Linked DNA regions of Mus musculus: all the other regions are linked to region 3. The links are chromatin contacts, called in public Hi-C and HiChIP or PLAC-seq maps. All regions are on one chromosome and are shown on one strand. Each heading gives the region's core, a stretch centred on a gene start, on an enhancer-like site or on the middle of the called end of the contact. The rest is flanking DNA. Distances are from core to core; before and after follow the strand shown. Region 1 overlaps Nfe2l2 (nuclear factor, erythroid derived 2, like 2). Region 2 overlaps Gm50595. Region 3 overlaps Pde11a (phosphodiesterase 11A).

Region 1 (3,391 bases), core at 828-3,327, 390 kb after region 3:
ACAGGAAGCAGCCCATGGACGTTTCTGTGCATGGTAATGTAGCCTGCCAGGCTGAGGAAGCAGACACTTTCTAGCTCAGACCAAGTGGAGGATGTCTCCAGGCCTCTGGAGTGGTGCTTTCGTGACCGGGGCTTTAACCTTGCTGAGTGATTTGTATTTGGTACGAATTCAGAAATTTTTATGTGGTGAAAATCTCTAGTTGTTGATTATTGAGATAGGATTTCTGTAGGAGGAAAACTTGGGTTGGCTGGTGTTGAGTATTAATAGTCTGCCAAGTATATATGAGTTGTTTAACTAGGTCTTTCTAATATTGCTGAGGTAACACACATAAACAGCAATAGTGTACCTGATTTAGATGACTGTAAGGCCCTCTGTGACCCTACACTATTCTGTATTTTAATTATTCCGTATATTTTAATCACCTATTTCATAGTAGTAGCAGAAAGAATTAGAAAATTAATCCGTGAAAACCAAAAGAACTTGGTGTGGGGCTGACTACAGTGAGCCATAGGCCTGTCTTCTGCCTTTGGAGTCTTTGTTGAAAAGCAGATGGCATTATATTGTCTACCATGTAATGCAGTGTGGGACAGGAACCTTCGAGAAGTAAATGGGCAAATATTTAGAAATGCAACAGTCATAAGTAAGATAGATTTAAAAGACACATCTGCCTGGAGTCATTTATTACTACAAGTAATACTGCAGGTATTAATAAATAAAGTGTTTATTTATTAGGCAGTAAGACCACAGAGTAGGGCTTTGTAAATGAAGGTTAATTATGCAGCTGGTTATTCAACTGTTAAGGTTTGGGCATTCCTTCAGTGCACTCACAGACGCTGCCAGCCCTCCCCTGGGTGACTTTCAGACTGTAGAACATGAGTCTTGTTTTCTATCTGGTTTTATTCAAAAATACTTAGGCATTGTCTGTTGACAGGGGAGCTAAACCAGGTTTACTTTCTAGGTGAATAATATATATTCAGCTGGGCATCATAGGAGATATAGGATGGGCACTGTAGCCAAGTGTTCTTCACTCTCGATGTTCTAGTAACGAATGTGTGCATGAAGAAGAGAATGCCGAGAAGCAAAGGGTAAACTAAGGTGGGTATTTGGGGTGTGCGTACACCTTATGCAACCCCAGCATTTGGGAGCTTGAGTGAGGAGGAGGAGGATGCATCTGAGGTCAGCCTGACCTCCATAGTGAGATCCCTAATAAAAGGGGGTGGGGGGAGAACAAGCTTTCCTATAGAGTTAGGAGTAAAGACCCATTTTATTCTGTGCTAAATGACAAGTACAGTTTCTTATTGTTAGCGGCTTGTTGAGCTACTGTTTTTGTGGTAGTTGAAAGATGGCATAGTGGGTAAAGGTGCCTGCTCCCAACCTGATGATGGCCTTAGTGCCTGAGACACACATGGTAGAGGGAGAGAAACAGCTCCTGCAGGCTGCCCTCTGACCTCTATTTATACTCTGTGGCACATGTGTCTGGTTCCCACCCCTCCTGCTACCACCCCAATAAAAAGTAATAAAAATCCGTACTTTAAGATACAATTTTGCCGGGCGTGGTGGCGCACGCCTTTAATCCCAGCACTCGGGAGTCAGAGGCAGGTGGATTTCTGAGTTCGAGGCCAGCCTGGTCTACAAAGTGAGGTCCAGGACAGCCAGGTCTATACAGAGAAACCCTGTCTCGAAAAAAAACCAAAAAAAAAAAAAAAAAAAAAAAGATACAATTTTTAATTTCAATAATATGCCAAGGTCTCAGTTTACTGAAGAACTTTATTGTAGGGTGGGAATCATTTTAAAATCTTTTGCTAAATGTTTGTTCAAAGACTGGCTTGAAATATAATATGGCTTCAGTGTTCAAGGTCTCTGTTTATCCTTGTGCAGAGATGTTTATTTCAAAATGCCCTGACTTTGTTGTCAAACTGTACCCTTCCACGAGGCCTGTGATGGATTACCCAGACAGCAAATAATTATTACACATTTTGAATCTAACTTTTTGTTGGAGCAGATGGTGGTAGAACATGAATTGTCCAACATTCTGCTTCCTTCTGTCTCTTGCGTAAGCTAAGTTTGTAGTGGAACTTGGAGCACACTCAGGAATCCGTAAGTGGCAGGCAGCATTTGCCCCGTACACCACGAGGCTCACCCTGGCACTTAGGTTACCTACCCTTGGGCAGCTTTTTCCAGTCTAAGAAAATATCTGTTGGAGTGCTGTGCTAGCTGTTGTCTGCTTTCGGGTCGTCGTCCCCCCGTCCCCCAGACTGTTTATGTGGCCTTCCCTCCTGGGAGACCCACACGGTCAGGGTCGGACAGCTAGCTGCTTTTCAGAACTTTGGCAAGAGCAGTGTTAGTCCTCCTTAGATGCTTCTCTTCCCCGCTGTCTGCTGTCTTGTTCTTGCTTGTTAGGGGCTCCACCCTAGCATTTCCTCTGAGATGCTGTTCAGGTTTCACAAAGCAGTGGTTCGGGGATAGGTCTTTGTGGTGTAAGTCATGCGCCAGTCACGGGGTTCCTTACAGGAAATGCTGAGTGCTTTGTTCATTGCAGAAAATAGCACTTGTGCTGTGGGCCTCCCAGGCAGTGCTTTGGGTTAACAGACTTGTGTACAGTATTTCTTCCCAGGGTAATGCTTTGACTGTTTCATACAGTCTCATCCAGTCTCTGAAGCTAGGTCATTGTGACACACACTTGTAATCCAAGCTTTGGAAAGCTGGGGCAGGAGGATTGCTGTGAGCTCGAATCCATCTTGGGCTTCAGTATGAAATTTTGTCTTAAGAGGTGGGAAAAGGGGGGCTGGAGAGATGGCTCAGAGGTTAAGAGCACTGGCTGCTCTTCCAGAGGTCCTGAGTTCAATTCCCAGCAACATGGTGGCTCACAACCATCTACAATGGGATCTGATGCCTTCTTCTGGTGTGTCTGAAGACAACTACAGTGTACTCATACATGACATGAATTTTTAAAAAAACAAAAAAAAAAAAGAGGGAAAAAAGGGGGCTGGAGAGGTGGCTTAGCAGTTAAGAGCACTGCCTGCTCTTCCAGAGGTCCTGTGTTCAATTCCCAGCAACCACAAGGTGGTTCACAACCATCTGTAACGGGGTCTGATGCCACCTTCTGGTGTGTCTGAAGAGAACAATGGTGTACTCATATACATAAAGTAAATTTAAAAATCTTTAAAAAAAAAAAAAAAAGGCGGGGGAGAGGTGGGGGAAGCAAGTGCAAGGCCCTGGGTTTGGTCATCACCTCTGAAGAAAAAATTACAAAAGATAAAGTGTGCCATGCTCTTGGGCTGGCAAGATGGCTCAGTAAGAGCACTGACTGCTCTTCTGAAGTTCCTAAGTTCAAATCCCAGCAACCACATAGTGACTCACAGCCACCCATAATGAGATCTGACGCCCTCTT
Region 2 (3,385 bases), core at 770-3,269, 480 kb after region 3:
TGATGGGGGAATAAATTGGTAACTGGTTTTCGGGAAAGGGAGGCACTGAGATAGAATACAACCAGCAGTAAGATTGACGTGCAGCGTTCACGTAATCACAACAGAGAAGATAGATGAAGTGTTCGGCATCTAAACTCTGGAGCCAGGAGCTGGGCTAGGGTTCCAGCTCGGCTCTATTTCTTATTTCTCGTGTCACTAAGGCTCCTATCTCTCAAGCTTAGGTGTTGTGAGCACCCAGTGGGGCTGCTGAGGACCCAGTACCTGCTGCACAAAGGGCTGGCTTTTCTGGAGCTCCGTAAACGGGCGTTGCTGTTGCTGTGCCTTGGAAGGGATGCTGGCGTGTTTATATTATCCCGACAGGGCTGTCACCTGTGTCAAAGCTGCTCACTCAACATTGAAGAAGCCTTTGAAGGCAGCTGAAGCCAATCAAGGAGATCATGGAGACGAGACAATCAGGAAATCTTTACAAGTGACACTTTTAAAGAAGGTTTAGTCTCCCATGAGTTCAGATCGGTCTGAGGAACTTCCTAGGGACTGTGATTTGAATGAGGTCTTATACAACTTGGCTAAGAAAAAAAAAAATGAAGTGCTTTCATCCAGGAAATAATGTGCAGAAAAAGAGGAGAAACAAGAAAGACTTATTTTTTTGGAGTGGGGGGGGTGTTAAAAATCAAATTATTGGCATGACTGTGCATTGCTGAGACTCAAACCCAGGGCCTTCATGCATGCCAGTCAATACGAACCTTCCCCTTTCTCCATAAAGGTAAAAGTAACACAGCATTTTGATATTTGATGTATATGTATATATATCAAATACACACACACACACACACAGACACACACACATGCACACACACACAGACACACACACATGCACACACACACAGACCACACACACACACACACACACACACACACACACGCACACACACACGAATGCACGCACACACAATCTTATTGAAGATAGAGTTTTCATACACTGTATTCTGGTTGTGGTCCCCTCCCTCTCTATTTCTCTCAGTTTTCCCCTCCCCTCTCCTCCCCTCCCACTGAGGTCCACTCCCTTTCTGTCTTTCCTTAGAAAACAAACAGGCTTCTAAGGGATAATAATAAAATATAATGAGATAAAACAAAAACAAATCAGAATCTAACAAAACAAACAAACAGAAGGCACAAGAACTCAAGAAAAGGCACAAGAATCAGCTGCAGACAAAGAGACTCACTTCTTGGCACACCCATAAAACCGCAAACCTGGAATCCATGGTGTATACACAAAACCTATAAAGTAAAACTAATTGTAATAAAATAACAGTAACTTTTTCTTGCACCACCACTACCCGGTGTATTTATTTATTTATTTTAATAAAAAAGCTCTGACGTAAGGAGTTAGGAGACAAGGAACCTTAAAGTCACCACTGGGTTCCTTTTCAGTCGGCCTCTCCTGTTGGGCACTGCAGCCTGCCCTTAAGAGTGGTTTGTTTCTCCAGTGAGACTTCCTTGGAGAAAACAAAATTTTCATTTCCAAGTGGTTATAGATTGGAGAGAGTTTCTGGATTAGCACTGTGGAGTGTGTCCTCTCCTCCTTTCATCTGCATCTGGTGCAGGACACCCCCCCCCCCCCGCCCCGCCCCGCGTGCTACCTCCATCTCTGGGAGTTCATATGTGCACCAGTCCTGTTGTGTTTAAAAGTCTTGTTTCCTTGGTATCTTCCACCCCTCTGGCTCTTTTTGCCTCCTCTTCCCCTCCGGGTTTCCTGAGCCCCAAAGGAAGGGCTGAATAATATTTATATTTGAAAAGACAGTCTTGAAGCTTTTGTGAGTTAATGCATTTGACACTTTCTTTTAAAATATGTCCCCTTCCTCGTCGGTTTGACTATAGTATGAAGAAAAGTGTATTTATTGGCGAACTATAGGGGTTGCAGATTTTTATATAACCCACCATGTCTTGATGACACCCCAGGCAGATCGTGTCCACTAGGTGGCGCGCATGGGCCTTCGCTGTAATGCTGTGGGTTTTCTAAACCAGGCTAGGGAGCGCTGTGCTATCCCTGGTGAGGCAGCTTGCCCAAGACCAACTCCAAATGCCTTAAGCCTGGGGTTCCCACAGCTGCAGCTTGCAGCCTGATCAACCTCAAACCGCAGGCTGCAAAACCAGAAGCCCCTGAAGCGGCTTCAAACCAAAACACTGAGGTGGACAATGCCATGGCTATTTAGAGGAAAGGGATAAAGACACGAGGGGAGCATTAAAAAGAACGAGATCCTTCTGCACTGGTTTTCATGACAGTATAATTTTCTCTCATGTTGTAAGGTTGAGCACAACGTGAAATCGAGGCTAGATTCTGATGCAGATTTCAGAGTGGGAGGGGAAGGCATTTTGTTTTTCTTTAGGAGAGCGCCAGCTGATTCCCTTTATTTTCCAGATGAAACGCTGACGGCTTTGTCATAGTTTTATCCTTTATTACTGGTCTAAAAAGGGACAGGTGTCTTCCTTCCAATCCGAAGCAGCAAGTAATGGCTTTGGCATCATTTCTTTGCCTCTTTTAAGTTTATGGAAACCCATTTCTCATTGTTAGGCTAAAGATGCAGATCAGAACGGAGGAGCCTGATTCTTGTCACAGGAAGGCTGCTTCTCAGGCGATTAGAAAGCAGCAGCCGGGAGTCTTGACAGGAACGCGTGACAGATAGCTATGGCAACGCAGTTACAGACCCCGCACGCAGGGCCTCCAAAGCCCTGGGTTACCCCGCACGCACGCGTACAACTCTGCTTAGGAGCAACCCTGAGACCGGTTCTACGCGTTTCTGCAAAGCTTGCCTGTGCTGGTTTATCTGAGCTGGCTGAAGGCGGTGGGGGAACACGAGGCCTTTTTCCTGTAGTGTAGCTCAATGCAGCAGCATCTCTGTCTTGGGTTCAAGGGTACCCCGATTCTGTAATTACAGATCGGCAAGCTCATTTTGATTTCGGCCAAAATAACTCTTAAAAAATTTAAAGGTATCTTTGTGTGTCTGGTGTTTTGCCTGCACCATATCCTGAGCACAAAATAAGATTTTTTTAAAAGTCAAATTTATAGTTCCTGTAAAATAATAATAAAAGTACCTTTTTTTGTACTTGCCCAGGGTTCTTATGTATGTAATCCTCTTTTTATGGTGCTGATGGCAGGCTTTCAATGGATTTCTTAAGATCTCTTCCAATGGTATATAATCTTGGTTCAGAAATATGCATTAGTTCAACAAACCCAGACAGAAAAGTAATTAGGGGTGTATGGAAATAGTGGAGTAGGGACAGAGTGATTCTTTTAAAATGGGCTTTCCTAATAATTTCGTTTACTTAAAGAAAGGTGGGTGAACTATCTGCATTTCTGGAAGGCGTGTTGCCTCTTATTCAACCT
Region 3 (3,599 bases), core at 757-3,256:
CTATATTGGTATGTTAACAGGTGTGTTATACAGATCTTGGTTAGGCAGCCATGCTGTTGAGACTTCCTGGGTGCAGTTTCCCTGTCCTATGTAGAAGACACAATCTCAGAGCAGATATCTTGACGCTCTGGCTCTTGCAATTTTTCTGCTCCATCCCTGAAGATGTCCCCTGAGCCTTGGGTAAAGGAGTGAGTTGTGTTGTGCATGATTCAGCTGAGGCTGAGCATTCCACGGTCTGCTGTTTTCAGCGTTTTGACCAGTTGTAGCTTCTTGGTCTGCAAGAAGCTGCAAAAGGAAGCTTCTTTGAGGAGGAGTGAGAACTACACCTGCAGGTATAAGGATACATATTTAGAATACAGTTAGACATCTACTGTACCCTTGGGGGAAATAGCCATGCTAGGTTCTCCTCTAGGGTCCTTGATCTTGCAAGTCATAGGTAGTTGGCTAGGTTTACAACACTAAGCATGAGTTCCTCCTCTTAAGCAGGATACAAATCCAAGTAGACAGCTGTTGTCACCTCCGAGATATCAGTGTCACTATTGCAACTTTCCTTGAACCTTTGATGAGTGCTGGTCGTTGTATGGTTGGGAAGCTCAGCAGGTGGGTGGGGCTATTCATTGTTTTTCTGCTTTGTCAACTTGCATAGTCATTTCAGGTACTAGGAAAGCTAGTTTTCAGGGCTGAGGCTTCCAGGTCAGTTCTAGCTTTATTCCTGCAACGACTATATCTGACGTATGTAGCATCTCTAGGAACAGGCCTTGCCTGCAAGTTCTGAGAGGCAACCACTAGCTACAGCAATAAGCTGTGTTATTTTGGAAGTTTCTTCCAACTCTCTTGACCAACAAATCTAGAGAAAGTTTTCCCTGCCTGTCTAGCATTGGGTGTTTTGTTAGATAGTCTAAAGCTCCTGAGAGAATAGTATCACTCCCAAGTGTCACTTCATTTAAACTGTATAGATACATATACACACACACACACATGTTGCATATTTGTGTGTTTTAAGAAACATAAAAATGTTTCCCTACAATTTTTTTCAAACACCCTTAATGCTATGTATCCCTCCTCCCTCCCTCTCCCTCTGTGCGTCTCTCCCTCCCCTCTTCCCAGTTAAACCCCCCATCTCCTCGTTTCTATGTACACAGCATCTGTGTTCCACAGCATCCGCTCTCCAGACCTCCACCCCTCCCCACAACCCCAGTTTCCCTTCCTCAATTCTGTGGTCACATTAGGTTGAACTTTTGATCATCTTGCCTCTGCTTCTCAAGTTACCACCAGCCAACAGGAAGAAAGGCAGGGAGGGAGGGAGCAAAGGAGGGAGGGAAGGAGAGAGGAAGGGAGGGAGGGACAGAAAAAGAGAAGGAAGAAAGGAGGGAGGGAAGGAAGGAAGGAAAGAAGGAAGGAAATTTTTGACTGAAAGGACGCCCGATGTGTGCTGGAATTTCCTCTAGATGGCGCTCCAAGGCAAAGTTTCCCAACCAATCCGGAGGCGGGGTGTTGGGGGGGGGGGGGGAGGAAGCAGTGAGCGGTCAAACCTTGACCAACCTTCCTTGAAAGTGCTTCTTTTCTTCTGGCGCGACAGATTCAGGCCAGTGCAAAAATAAATGTTTTCTTTAAAATATTCACCAACAAAGCCGGTCTGTCGGAACAGAGCCCCTTCTATGAAGATGGGCCTGTTTTATGACTGTGCGTTAGCAAGAAGAATCCTGCCTCCTCCACGTGACTTGAAATTTGATCGCGCATTTTCCTAACCCCATTGTCTAGGAGAAGGGGGAAGTTGCGCAGCTGGGCACTGCTGAACGGGTTTGGAACCACAAACTTCTGGACACTCACATGCATATTTGCACCAACTTCCTAGCTTTTATCTCTAAAATTATTTCACACAGAGAAAATAAGATTATTCACTCAAAATGGTTTGCAACAGCATCCAGCCTCATGTTTAGGAAACCAAATAACTTTAGCTCCTTAGAAATCAAAGGAAACAAAGGGGAAGTTTATAGCACGAGCAGTTTTATTCAGACGTGGGTGGATATTTCATTCACCCAGAAACCCATTGATCGATTATTGATTTGTTCCATGCACCTCGCTGGAAATTTTTTTAAAATTGCGGAATCAAAGCTTCAAGGTTACCTTTTATTTGAAGGAAATACCTATATAGTTAATTTTTTTTCCTGAGCTTTGCCTTCCTCTAATAAATATACTAGATAATGCTTTCATCAACCATGGCTAGACAGAGACTAAAAACCTATATACCAATGGTATCTATACAAATTCTCATTGTTTATGTAAGGAGAAAGGAATGCTAGCCCGTTGTGCACATGTGTAATGAAAGATTATGACCAGGGCTCCTGTACTGACAGGGTAAACCAGATATAGGAATGGATTTTTTTTTTTTTTGCTTGTATTCTGTAGACTAAAAGGCGTGCCTTGATGTCTAAGTTACAGACATACTTTTTGTTTGCATTATAAATGGTGTGTACTCTGACAGATTTTCCAAGGGGAACAGAAAGGGTCCTTAAGAGTCAGGATTCTTTAGTGTCTTATAAATAGACTCTTTATCACCTAGGGCATTGCCCTGCTTCCCGTAGGGCTCAATAAAGATTAATTGAATGAGTGAATTTATCTTAGGGAAATATTATTTGAAGAACTATGTTGCTCAGCGTCCGGGATTTTGGTTTTTGGTTTTTTTTTTTTTAAGCACTATAATGACGAACAACTTTCATTGCTCAAAATCTCGCTCTTATCGCATCACGCTAAGGTTCAGCTAGGGTTCATATAGGATATTATGATCTTGCAGAATTCGCTGGCTGTGAAAAGGGAAGAGCACGTGATCACATTAAAATTTATGGTGGTGCTGGCGGCATGGCGCTGGTGGGGACCGGCAGTTAAACACTAATAATAACCAAGTGTCACGGCACACACATTGACACCTCCTGACATTTACTGGGGATCCTAAATCTTCAGTGTGGAGGTAGTGTTCTTCAGTCCACCTTTGTGTTGTCAACAAGGTTATTTGGGGAGATAGCCACGCCATTTTATCAATAATTCAAGCTGGAGAACAGAAGGGACACTTAGGGGGGAAATCTGTCCCAGCCTCAAGCTGGAGCATCTCACGCGGTCTAGTGACTGACGTTCTCAGATAAGTCCTGATCCTTGAGGTCAAAAAATTTCCCCCAAAAGGAATCTCTCTGGAATACAATTAGAGCTCTTTGTTTGCCCCCTTGGGAAGGACAGAGGCAGCCAGTTGTTAAATAAAACATTTCAGTAGCCAGAACCCGCATCAGGAGACAGAATCAAATTCCTTGTGTCATTGGCAGGTTACAATAAGTTCTGTGACTGGCTGCACTGAAGTAAATGGTAATCATGTCTGAGGTCTCCAAAAAGCATCCTCCCTCGCACCACCTCGCCAGTGTACGTAATCACACTTCCCTTAACAAAACTGCTGTGTTCTGTAGCTTTGCTATAGTAGTAAAATCAAATTTGCACGTTGGAAAAAAAACATTTAAATCTTCACGTAGATGTAACAGAAACATGTGGCAAATTTTGTATTTAGGGAAGGAGTGGTGTTTAATGTTTCTGCAGAACATCAGCTGTGGACCTCA

What was found. Hi-C and Micro-C count contacts between places; a contact is called where the count stands out from the background. HiChIP or PLAC-seq counts read pairs in DNA pulled down with a chosen protein or histone mark.
Region 1: an H3K27ac HiChIP or PLAC-seq map of embryonic stem cells shows a contact between it and region 3, with 15 read pairs. The contact joins two enhancer-like sites. A contact is called at or near these places in 6 of 39 promoter capture datasets (the 3T3-L1 cell line, 3T3-L1-derived adipocytes, embryonic stem cells and 3 more), 17 of 484 Hi-C or Micro-C datasets (the HL-1 cell line, the HPC-7 cell line, brown adipocytes and 4 more), 5 of 115 datasets of contacts at active chromatin or transcription factors (embryonic hindbrain, embryonic limb bud and embryonic stem cells) and 1 of 9 other capture datasets (embryonic stem cells).
Region 2: a contact with region 3 is called in a Hi-C map of uterus, with 4 times the contacts expected there. The contact joins two enhancer-like sites. A contact is called at or near these places in 3 of 39 promoter capture datasets (the 3T3-L1 cell line, embryonic stem cells and hippocampal neurons), 2 of 15 datasets of contacts at CTCF or cohesin (embryonic stem cells and stem cell-derived epiblast-like cells), 85 of 484 Hi-C or Micro-C datasets (the 3T3-L1 cell line, 3T3-L1-derived adipocytes, the AtT-20 cell line and 43 more), 20 of 115 datasets of contacts at active chromatin or transcription factors (T-cell acute lymphoblastic leukemia, acute myeloid leukemia, astrocytes and 11 more) and 1 of 9 other capture datasets (embryonic stem cells).

What each region holds. Positions count from the first base shown.
Region 1 is chr2:75,682,192-75,685,582 of GRCm38.p6, reverse strand. The region is part of intron 1 of Nfe2l2 (nuclear factor, erythroid derived 2, like 2); the gene reads left to right. Among named protein-coding and RNA genes, the nearest start is that of Nfe2l2, 21 kb to the left of the region's middle. Within about 2 kb of position 2,077, at least 238 of the 459 cell types and tissues checked have an H3K27ac peak or open chromatin away from gene starts, as enhancers often do. A contact at or near this core is called in the HPC-7 cell line, cerebral cortex, embryonic stem cells and 1 more, where this site is marked.
Region 2 is chr2:75,589,010-75,592,394 of GRCm38.p6, reverse strand. All of the region lies in intron 2 of Gm50595, which reads left to right. Among named protein-coding and RNA genes, the nearest start is that of Gm39853, 23 kb to the left of the region's middle. Within about 2 kb of position 2,019, at least 17 of the 459 cell types and tissues checked have an H3K27ac peak or open chromatin away from gene starts, as enhancers often do. A contact at or near this core is called in stem cell-derived motor neurons and uterus, where this site is marked.
Region 3 is chr2:76,068,673-76,072,271 of GRCm38.p6, reverse strand. All of the region lies in intron 12 of Pde11a (phosphodiesterase 11A), which reads left to right. Among named protein-coding and RNA genes, the nearest start is that of Gm52518, 34 kb to the right of the region's middle. Within about 2 kb of position 2,006, at least 252 of the 459 cell types and tissues checked have an H3K27ac peak or open chromatin away from gene starts, as enhancers often do. A contact at or near this core is called in the HPC-7 cell line, cerebral cortex, embryonic stem cells and 3 more, where this site is marked.